3 separate regions of the Gossypium hirsutum genome follow, and all the other regions are linked to region 3. The links are chromatin contacts, called in public Hi-C maps. All regions are on one chromosome and are shown on one strand. The core of a region is the stretch at or near the end of the contact, and the rest is flanking DNA. Distances in the headings are between cores, read along the strand shown. Region 1 holds the start of LOC121222397 (protein RADIALIS-like 3). Region 2 holds the start of LOC107916327 (U-box domain-containing protein 5). Region 3 holds the start of LOC107914294 (U1 small nuclear ribonucleoprotein 70 kDa).

What was found. A called contact is a pair of places that touch in the nucleus more often than the background predicts.
Region 1: a Hi-C map of leaf shows a contact between it and region 3, with 1.5 times the contacts expected there. The contact joins the promoter of LOC121222397 here to the promoter of LOC107914294 in region 3. A contact is called at or near these places in 4 of 34 Hi-C or Micro-C datasets (leaf and petal).
Region 2: a contact with region 3 is called in a Hi-C map of leaf, with 2.3 times the contacts expected there. The contact joins the promoter of LOC107916327 here to the promoter of LOC107914294 in region 3. A contact is called at or near these places in 12 of 34 Hi-C or Micro-C datasets (fibers, hypocotyl, leaf and 1 more).

Annotation. Positions count from the first base shown.
Region 1 is chrD10:12,355,476-12,359,529 of Gossypium_hirsutum_v2.1, reverse strand. LOC121222397 (protein RADIALIS-like 3) reads right to left here and starts at 2,655. Exons shown (of 2, transcript XM_041103127.1): 1 at 1,967-2,655; 2 at 1,158-1,388. The coding sequence starts at 2,215. The coding sequence ends at 1,973.
Region 2 is chrD10:12,295,024-12,298,949 of Gossypium_hirsutum_v2.1, reverse strand. LOC107916327 (U-box domain-containing protein 5) reads left to right here and starts at 2,640. Exons shown (of 6, transcript XM_016845573.2): 1 at 2,640-3,457; 2 at 3,888-3,926. The coding sequence starts at 3,903.
Region 3 is chrD10:12,502,775-12,506,670 of Gossypium_hirsutum_v2.1, reverse strand. It overlaps LOC107914294 (U1 small nuclear ribonucleoprotein 70 kDa), which reads right to left and starts at 1,928. Exons shown (of 10, transcript XM_016843164.2): 1 at 1,753-1,928; 2 at 1,365-1,479; 3 at 1,209-1,288; 4 at 227-302; 5 at 49-113. The coding sequence starts at 1,860.

The sequences.
Region 1 (4,054 bases), core at 1,406-3,905, 150 kb after region 3:
AAGGAATACGTAAAGGCAATTTGGATAGTTTAACCAAAGTTGATTGATTTTGTTTTAATTTTTAACGTATGTCATTTACAAATATTTATATTTATATTTTAATAATTGAGAGTGAAGGATAATGTTATTTGAGATTAATCGATTTTCATATTTCACAGCATAATACTCTTGTCTTGTCGTTAAGAGGTTATTCATAAATATTTTTAATTTTAAATGTTAACCTTAATTATTACTCTAAACTTTTCAGTAGTAGATCTCTTAATGTAAAAATTGTTCCAATCCCATATTTTGAAAATAAAATTGTCCAATTCGATTGTCGCTGGAGCTGGTAGGGGTGTCGCGGTTCTAAAATGGAAATACTAACATTTGGTTTTTTATAATTTGTAAATTTTTAAGGTAATATATGTTAAATTATCATTTAAAATATAAAATTTTAATTTAATCCTTTAAAAAATATAAAGGTATAGGCAATTAAAATGTTAAAATTTTATTTTAACTCTCATAAAAGTATATAACTTAATTTTGCCTAAAAAAAATATTAAGTTTCACCCTTATTCCATATATATAATATTATTATATTTGCATATATTATTTTGTGTATTAATGCATTTTATTGTATTAATTAAATGTTCATCAAAAACCAAATTATAAGTCAACGAGTACACCTGACATGTTCTGATTTGTTACTTTTTTTTTTCTTAACACCGTTAAAGGTAAGGGTCAAAAAGTGTAATGAAACTATAGTTCAGGTACTTAAAATAGAACAAAAAAATTTAGATACCAATATAGAAAAATGAGTATAATTCAAAGACCAAATAGTAAATAAATCCTTAAATATAATATAATATGATTAATAAGAGAAGGCAGGGCTATATTTCTAATATGCAAATACTTTAAAATTGTTGTTATATCGTTTGAAGTAAGCATTTAGTTGTGGTACTTTATCAAGTTGATGTTCAAGATGTACGGGGTTCTTGATTGGATTTTCTTTTTCTAGAAACTCATCAGGTTCGTCTCTCTTCAATGATGACCAAACCAGATTTCTTTGTAATTTTGTAATTAGTCTTTCGATTATTTCCTGCTTATTTTTCTAACTCGTAACCAGAAGCTGTCCTTTGAACCAAAGAAGTTATATAGCAAATGAAATTTGAAATCTGTTACCAAAATATAGCATTTACTTTAGTTAGATAAAGGCCAAAGGAAAATACAAATAGATGATAATAACCAAGAAAAAAAAAAGGTAAATAGTAGTAACAGCATTTAGTATTACACCAATGGGATAATTAGTTTTGTATGGATTGTTTTAGGTGGGGAACTAGGCTAGTCTCTCAGCAACTGAGGTCTCTAGATGCATATATATATTCATAGTCTTTGATTCTTCAGCTAACCTGAAAGACGAGAAGGACAAGTTAGTCTCTAGAAACGGAATTTATTGATTTGCTCCTGTGAAAAAAACAAATGCAGATAATTAAGATAAAATATGTTGGAAATGACAAAAGTACCATCGGCATGTTATCCAAAATCCAAAAAGACAAAAAGAGTCGAAAGATTTGAGATTAGGATTAAGTAATTGTAAGGAGTTAGGTCTATAAGAACATTAAATGTAAAAGACCACAGAAATTAAGTGATAGACCACAGAAAGAAATGGCGGGGGGGGGGGGCCACATGAAGATTCCCTACTTTTCTGGATTTTCTTTTATGGACCCACTTGGGTACTTCAGAGTTTTCAATGCTTAAGGACTTTGGGGTTGTGGGTGTGTGGAGCTGGAAGGACAAGGACGTCATGGATATGCGCATGTATGATAAATCTAAGAACCACGTTTTCTTTAAATCCACAACTACATCAACAAAAAAGCTTGACAGCTGCATTTTTAGGAATGTGATTCATGCATATGAAAGTGGCCTTCACTTCTTGGTTATCTATAGTGATTGTGGATAGGTAGTGAATAGTAAGTAGTAAACTCACAGCGCTTTAGTTGGTTGGATATGGATAAGGGTAGCGGCCAGACTCAATGTCTTTGAGATCCCTGACTAGGATCTCATAGTGCAGCTTGACTTCCTCAACTGACTTTCCACCCACAGCCTTGGCAATGTTATGCCAGCGGTCAGGAGTGTCTTTGTCATATTTAGCCAGAGCCTTCTCGAACAGTTTGTTTTGCTTTGCCGTCCAGGAGGAGCCAGAGGTACGTGAGGAAGTGAGAGAATTAGATGCCATTGGTGAAAATCTTAAGTAAGAGAATTATAGGGCTGAAAAAGTAAAAGAAGTATGCAGGTGCCTGAATGTGAAAGCAAGGTGATGGAAGGGACTCTTAAAAGAAGATTTTATTTGAAGTTAAGGGAGTGGTATGGGAGGGATACTATGAAAGGAGCTCCTTATAAGCAGGAGGAAAAGTGAGGTGAGGTTGAGACAGTTGGGCGAATATATCCTCCAAAAGGACAGATTATAGTGTGACCCGTCCCCATGTGAACCACAAGACGGAGCAGCACAAGGAACAAGAAGAAAAGAATAAATCTCAAAGGGCAATCTCTTGCTTTTTTTTTTTTTAAATCAAACCGTACGTTATTCCTTGATGAGGTCAGTGGCAAGTGGAATTTGCTTTCTTAGTTATTGTCAGTGAAAAGAAATATAAGAGATGTAGATACTATAAGCTGGAGCAAACTCATCCAGTATTGTGTTCTTAATGATGCATCTGTTAAACTAACTACTCCTTAATTAGCTGAGGATAATTTAATCCATTTTCTTTGGTACGAAAGTGAAAGGTTTTCCTTGGCAAGTACAATAATTACTTTATCATAGTTTTGTTTTTTATTTATCCTATTCTTGTTTCACAAGCATGTGAAGAAATATTCCACTCTTGGTTACCCTTTGCTAATGGTTCTACCCAGTTTTCAGGAACTTACAACCCATTGGCATTGTTCCACGAGTGTCTAGACTAATCCACCTAAGAAATAATGCAGACAACATATTCATCCAATAAAGGAAAATGTTAAGATGGTGATATAGCTGTTGAATTATTTGCTGTGCTAAGGCTGTATAGGGGTAGTTTCGTTATCCCACCATTTCCCAGTAAAGATAGCTAATACGCAGTTGACCTTCGGATAAGTGGCAATCGGTCTCACTTCTTTACAACTGACCTCTTTCTTTTCTTGCTTCCCTCCGTCACTCGTATTGTAATAAATGCAAATGCAAATGAAAAATGAAAAATTTATAATTATTTAAATATATATTTATTGAAAGTTGTGTTAATTTTTAATAGATGTAATTAATCTAGTTAATTTTTAATAGATGTAGTTAATCTAATAAGCATTATTGGATAGTTATATTTTCAATTTTCGTTTATTTTGTACACCAAAAAGCTTAGGAAAAGTTTCTCCATTCTCCAAAGATTATTCTAAAATTCTTTATAAAATTTGATATTAATGTCATGCTCCGGTTAATATTTAATAGACTATTTTTGTTAGTGTAAAACGTATATAGTCATTGGGTTTCATTGTATCTTCGAGATTTATTTGTTAGTAACTCTTTTGTACACCAAAATATAGGTTGGGTGAATAGAACCTTAAAAATAGTAGCATAGTTACACGTTTTGAAGCCTTTGATTAATTTCTTATAAGTGTATTTTTATCCCTATATATGCACCAACAATTGTAAGGTTCTATTTTTGCAATTTTATGAGAAATTAAAAAAGGAGTGTCTTTTCACCGCGCATTCACATGCCTCTATAAGTATGATATTATGATATGGCTATCAACAAATGTGGTTGGATCGAGGTCAATGATCTTATTAAATTTTGATTTAGAAGATATCTTTATTATGAGAAAAGATATGTTAAATTTATTATTTTACTAGCGTTGCATGAATTATATTTTAATGGTTAAGTTATATTGATATTAATTATATTATGCAAAAGTATGGTTGTCTCATGATTATTTATTTGATAAAAATCGAATCTTAATTTATCATATGCATGATATTTTAACATGCATAATTATTATTGGTATAAAATTATGTAATATATATTATATACCATACAAGAAGGAAAAAAATATGGAT
Region 2 (3,926 bases), core at 1,391-3,890, 210 kb after region 3:
TAATAAAAGTACAAAAACTAGTAAATTTCATTAAAAGTTTATAAAATAAAAAAATTTCTTAAAAATTTATTAAAAGTATTAAAAACGTATAAAAAAATTTTGTTATTCTATTGATTGGCGTCTTTGGTTTTGATAATAAGAAAATTAGGAGATTGAAGTGTGAAGATGGTTGGACTTGTGTGAGTGTGGAGTGACTAGTTTGAGCAACGATGAGTTTCGTGCTTAATGACATAAGGTGAGTGATGGGTAGAGGTGTTCGTCGGCCGATTCAATTTACTCTGCAAAAAAAAAAACATGTAATAATTTTATATTATTATAATGTACTTTTATAATTAAATTTAAATGAAAAAAAATATTTTTTAATATAGTGAAAGGAATTATTTCGGCAAGCCAAGCCTAGTTAGGCTCGGTCTGAAATTTTTTCTAAACCAGGCCTAAGCTCAGCCCAATCCATGAACATCTCTAGTGATGGATAATGTTTTAGTTGAAGAAGGATGATGTGAGGAAAGTTGATAAGGATGGATTAATGTGTATGACAAAAAACAAAATGTCTAGTAATTTTTAATTTTTATAATATTTTAACAATTTTAATAATTTTTTATATTTTCTTAAAAAACTTATAACTTTTAAATTTTTGTATAATTTTTATAATAATTTTTTTATGATTTATATTTTTTTAAAATTTGAAATTTTAGAATTCTGGTAAATTTTTGTACTTAAATAATCAATTAAACCCTCGTAAAAAATAAAAAAATAATTAAATCCTTGTAAAATAAAAAAATCAATAAGTCTTCCATGTTGTCACTTGTCCACGTCAACTTGCCATGTTAGTTACCACATCATCATTTTCCATGTCAATAATCATGTTAGTTGCCACGTTAGCACTTAACGACCTGTCAGGGCTTCAACGGGGAAAATGAATTTAATAGGCTTAATCGAGTACAAATCATTATTCAAATGGATCAATTGAATGCATTTTTCGATAAGGGATTTAATTGATTTTTTAAAATTATTTTAAGAGGGTTTATTTGATATTTTAGCCAAAAATAATTCTTTTTTTGTTTTGTTAAAATATAAAATTTAATACATATTAGAGTTTTGTTGTGTATATTTTACTTTTGATGTTAACAAATATTTTAATTATTTTAAATTTTTGCATCTCATATTTCACATGTTTTGTTATAATTTTAAAAATTAAAGTCTCACACATTAATAAAAAATATAATATTAGTTTCATAAAAATAAAAAAAAAGTATGATTTGATTATGCAAGGGTATATTCTAGTATAACACCACTCATTAATCATTAATATATCAATTTAGAGTTTATATTTGTGCATCTATACAATCTACCCCTTAACCTCATTCTTTGAATTTTCTTAAAACTAGGTACTGCAATAATACAGATTATAATTAAAATCAATTTAATATAATTTATTATTAAAGTAGAACTCATGTATAATAAAATATAAATTCATAATAAATTAAGGAAATTATTTATGCTTGACGAGACTCAAACTTTCATTCAAATTTTATATATCAATAACTAAATTAATGAATTTATTCGATTTGGTTCAATAATTTTTTAGTTTTTATATTTTTCACCTTTTAAGATTATAAAATAAAATAAAGAACAACCGAATTATAAATCATAAATTTTATTGTTATGTAATTGTTGATTGAATTATTTATTGTTTTATTATACTAAATAAAAGGGTTGATATATAAATTTGTCACTGTACTTTATTTTTATTAATATTTATCATTATGCTTTTAAGCTAAAGATAAATTTGTGATTATATTTTAATTTTATCTTGAATTTTACTACTTTTAGTTTTCGTTTTATCTTGAATTTCGTTTGACAAAAATAAATATTAAAATAATAAATTAAAATAGTATCAACAATTGATAAAAACTTTTACTAATAAAATAAACTTAATATTTTTTATTTTTCAAATCTTTCTTTTATTAAATAAAAATTCTTTTAATATTTTATAAATTAATTTATTGTTAATTACTAAAGTTAAGTATTCTTGTCAAATTTTATTTTCAAATCATGAAAATTAATATTAATTGGTAAATTTTAATTAAAAATCAAGAATTCAAAGTGAAATTTAATTAGATCATATTCTAAAAACATTAATTGAAATAAAATATAGTTTAAAATAAGAAGGCAACAAATTTGGGAAAAGGGGATAAGATAAAATTATTATATTTTAAATAATTGATAAGTGAAATTAATTAATTAGGTTGATGTAATCTTATTTTAATTTTTGGATTCTGCGTTAAGGTAGTTAAGTTGGGGTATTAGGAAAATGATCCCGCGTTGCGGGATGATTTACTTATATGATCAAATTAATTTTTTTGAGTTTAATTAAGTCCTTATTATTAAACTAAAATCTTAGTACCTACTCTTTTGTTTTCAATTCAATAATATCATACTTGGAATCTAATTTTTTTGAATTAATTGGATAATAAAACGTGTTGGGGTTTCTCTCAGTGGCTACTCTTGGTCAAATCAAGACTGTCGGATTAGCACAATAATCAATCATCCAATCATGATCATCACAGACATCACAGACGTGTGAGACAATCCGAGTAGACTTAGAGAGCATCACTGTCTTAACATGTCATTGGCTTAAAGCCGACCAAGAACAACCTGATACTTTTTTTTTTTTTTTGAAATCTAAAATAAAAAGAAGAAACTTTCCTTTTTTTTCGTCTCTAACCATTTCTTATTCGCAAAGACTTTCATTATCCAAAGGAAACGAAATCAACAGCTTCTTTATTGGCAACTTTTGCTTTCCTGATGTAAAGATTTTCTTATTTTCCATCTCTGGTTTTTGGTTTTCTTAGTTCCCTACAAGTTCTAATTGTCACTCATTTCTCTTGCTTGTTTATTGGAGGAATTTTCTGTTTTCATTTTTTGGAATCTCTTACTCTTTTTTTTTTTAACCACTGTTTTCATCCATGGTGGTAAACATGGTTTTTTGAGTGTTGGGGTTGTCATCAAGAGCAAAAAAAAGTGGCTTCTTTTTCTTTTTTGGTGATCAAGAAGATCATGCAATCCATTTGGTCATCTTTAAAGCTTCTTCTGAACTATTGTTTCCTTTTCACCTTGCTTATCTATGGAAGAGCTGCAAGACAACTACTTTTGATGCCTTGAATTCTACACACTTTCTGCTAGTGAGAGTCTCTGTTTTCTTCTTCTTCTTCTTCTTCTTCTTCTTCTTCCCCTTTTTTTTTCCTGGTGGCTAAATGATATATTCTCTAAAGTGCTTACTTATCTGAGTCGCCAAGTATTTGGTTGTGGTTATTTTGCTTTACAAAAACCTAGCCTTTGGCACCGGTGGTTCAAGTTCTCTATATTTGGTGTTGGTCTATAGCTTCACAAATACACATACAGGAAAAACAAGCAACATCTCTTTATCATTGCTCTGGCTTCCACTTGCACTAAGGTGAGTTTTCTCTTCCCCTTCCCTCCTAACCTGGTTTCCCACTTCCCGTATCATGATCAAGTTCAAAATTAATATAAAAAAGAACAAAAAAAAATCCTACATCTTTATGAAAGAAAATTCAAAAGCATACTTAAAATTAAGTCTAATTATGCATAATCTTTTTCTTTTTGGTGGTGGGTGGGGTACATAGAAAAGTCTGGTCGATATGTTTTGCATATCTTTCGTCTTGGACTGCAAGTTTCACGGTGATGCCACTATAAAAAAAAACCCTTTTCATCCCTTAATTGTTCTTTTTTATCTTAATTGACCTCTGGTAAATCGTTTCTAACCATTTATATCATTGTGATAAGTTTCTACGTAAACCCGTGCTGTTTTGCTGTTTCTTTATCTTAATTGACCTGCTTGACTTAATTTCTGTTTCTTTAATCAGGTTACCATCTGTTGAATGGGGACTGAAGCAGTGGAGGCT
Region 3 (3,896 bases), core at 679-3,178:
AATAATTAAAAGATGAAATAAGATACAAAATTACGCAAATTCACTTACAAGTCTAGCAACAAACAGTGTCTTGTATGGATCACCTGAAACGTTTGGGTCATTATTTGGATCATCTGCATTAAAGACAAACAAAAACAATGATCAAAAATCAAGATACAAATCATAATACATGCATTAAACAAATTCGCCAGTCACTAATAAGCAACATAAAGAAATGAGACTTCACAGTTTTTCAGCTCCTCAGCAGCCTTCTCCAAGCCCTTCTCTAGTCGCAACTTATGAATTCTTGCTCTCCGTTGTGCCTAGATCCCCCAAAAAAAAAAATCAAAAAACAAAAGGGTACATATAAGTTAACCTTTTCCTTCCGTAAAAGTAAAGTAGGTGGCCAAATTAACATATAACACCAAAGCCATAACATAGTGCGCATTTTCTTTTCACAACACAGTCACCAAAATTTTACCAGCTTATAGTGTACAAAGTCTAGGGATGTTCATTAGGTTAATTTGTGTAAACTATAACCGAATTAGATCAACTAAATTTACATTTTTTTTTTATTTCAGTTAACCAAACCAAATTATTAAGAAAATAGACTTTGACCAGCCAAAATATTTCATAACTCGGCCAGTTAAGTAATGCACCTTAAAATCCTAATTTTTCATAATTCAAATAAGTATAATCATCCAAAAAAAAAAAAACTTAAAATGCCAAAAATAAGTGAACATCTGACAAAGATTAAAATATAATGTCATATATTTTGGGTAATTTGAGTAATTCAGTTATTGTTCAACGACATATTGAATTAATCAATAACCAAAAACATCTTAAAATCATTACTGATAACCAACTGAATAACTAAATTGGTTTAGGTGTAGGTAAGCTAATTCCGTTTTCACTGAATAGTGCACAGCCCAACTAAGGTCATCGTTTAAACAACGCATGGAACACACAAAAACATGAGAAACATAACTACAGTGTTCTCACCATATGGGCGGTTTAGTTGCAAACAGGAGAAAATTAACTGAGTGATCTCAGTATAGGGGCCGTGCCATAAACATCTCAAATCTCAATGACATCATACTACACAAAAATAATTCCAAATTTGATAAAAGCACAAAAGAAAACATAACACCATCAAAACAAATTAATCATGCAAAGCATTTCACAGAAACAAAAACACAGCAACTTCTCCTTAAGAACAAGTATCCTACAGGTGTTTCTGCTTCCTGAACAGGCGGGGAATACTCAGGATCTCCTGGCTCAGCAAAGTGACTCACAAATTGTGCCATTCCTAACAAAGACAAACGAAGCAAAACAAGTCAGTAAATGTCAAATTTAAATTAAAACTCCAAATGCACGAAAAAGACCTGTATACGGAGGACATTTTCTCTTCTCAGGAGGCGGTTTAAACTCCAACGGAGGTCGTGGTTCAAAGAGCTTCAAAAGGTTAGCTGTTAAACCAGTAGGATGGCTTTGGCCAATCTGCAAAGTAAACAAATTTGTATTTTACCATCTTTTACCCAAAAACAAATCAAAATCACCATATATTTTTTTAGTCGCATCTAATTTTCCAAAAATCCCAGCAAATCTTCATTTAGAAGAACAAAAAAAGAAAACTAAATTCACCAAAAGCTTTGAAAATAGAAAGTAGTGAACAGAAAATAAGAATATACAATAATCTTAATCTAACGAGTCGACATTAAAAGTAATCTTATCACACTCTTCAAACCAAAAAAGAACCCTAAAACAACGAACCAGCTTGAGCTGCTGAATATTGGCGCGATTCTGAGGGGGTTTAACGCGAGCCTGAACGGCGGCGGCGGCGTTTTGGTTGCGCATGAAGGCATCGTTGTAATCTCCCATGTTGAAGAAGGATCACAGGAGGCTTAGCTAGGGTCTTTTTTCTTTTCCCAAACAAATCGAGGGATTAATTATGAAAGAAAATGGTAAAGAAACATCTATTAAATAGCTCTTACATAGGGTCGGGTCGGGTCGGGTCGGGTCGGGTCAGCTTAATGACGGTAAGGTGGTAACTTTTTTAAATTTTAAATTAAGTTATTTATATTAGTTTTAGATACTTAGATTAATTATCTAATAGTTGAATTCTTGTTACTATTTAGTTTCCTTATTTCTGAATTGCAAGGATTTTAATACTTTTATTTTTTAAAATTAAAATTATTAATACAATTAAAATTATTCATCATCATAAAATGTATTTTTTATTACATAACTACTAAATAAGTAATTTTTTTAGTTTCAAAATGTCACACTAACGAATTTAATTAAAAAAACTATTAACAACGCTAATAATTAAACTTGAATTTTGAAATTTGAAAAGTATAAATATAAATTCTTGTAAATAAAACTAGGGAATTGGATTACAAATTATGAAGAGTGTAGGAACTTAAAGCATATTTTTACCTAAAATTCTATATGACCTACTCTATTTTTTTTGTTCTACATAAAGACTTACTTTATCATGCTTAATACAAGGGATAAATATTAAATATGTATATATGAACTTTGGTCTAATTTGTAATTTGATACATGAATTTCGATTTGGTGCAATTATACACATGAAACTTGAATTTATGTATATATAAAGCTTTAATTTTGATTCAATTTTACATATTTAAAGAAATGATTTTTGTTGCTACCTTAAGTTGTTTGTTTGCTTAAGATGAAAACTGCAGCGGAAGTACTAGACTATAATGATTATTACAGTTCGGCGCTGCGAAAATTGTGCAAACAAAAAAGCAAATAACACAAATGATATATTTATGTAATTCGATTTCTTTACGCTTATGGAACCTATCTCAGTGAGTAATTTTGTCACACCTTGGTTTGCGAGCCGGTACGATTCGAGAGACTACTGATCTGTTGTAATTCGGTGCGGCAGATTAAACTAGTTTTCGCTTGAATTGTTCTTTATGTTTATTCATTCTATCAAGTTTATATTGTTTATTAGATCCATGAGGAGCTAATCCTCCTGTGGGAATTAGCGAGTGGAGGTATGATTAATTAACTGTTTTTAGGGGTTTCTAAGTGGATCAACTGTTCAGGAGAGGAAGAAACTAAACCCTAGGCTTGGCAACCATAGGAAGTCATTAAGGTAGGAATTAACTAAAATTTGGTATAGCTTACCATGAACACTTTAACCTTGAACCGGTTTGGACTTTGAGGTCAAGAGATAAGTAGTTCTTGCCAACTCAATATGTCAGTAGAAGATCGGAAGATCCTGCTGGGGTATTGACTAATTGATTGAACAAGAAAACTCGAAAGCGATAGTTGGTTATAATTACAGAAACGAGCTAATAACCCATAACCATATTTGATATATTTTGCTCTTTGATCTCTTGTGTTTTATTTATTTATTTGCTTTCTTTTATTATTGTTATTAGTATAGATCACCAAAACCTTCTTTTTATTTATCGTAATATAATCCAATTAAAGTACTAATTAGATCTATTTATGTTTAGATTAGAATTAGTTTAGTGCTCGCCTCCATTGGGTATAATCCTTAGAATACTCACCTGTTCTGTTATAACTATATTACAACCTGACTCGTATACTTGTGGATACCGTCTTTTATATCTTTTGTGCAAGAAGCTTGGACGTTGGTACGTTCGGAGGTGGTCAATTTGTTGGCGCCGTTGCTAGGGAGGCAATGTCACTATATTGATTTTAATTTTTTCATATTAATAGAATAATTAAGAAATTTTTAGGTTATAACTATGATTTTATTTTCTTATTTTCTACTAATATTGTCTTTTTGGGTTTAGTGTATGACTGTAGTAGGGGAACACCTATAGAGCCAGTCATATATCCAGAAAGAATAATCCGAAGGAATCGTCGACAACAACAATAACAGCCAATACAAAATCCACTACCTGCTGAAG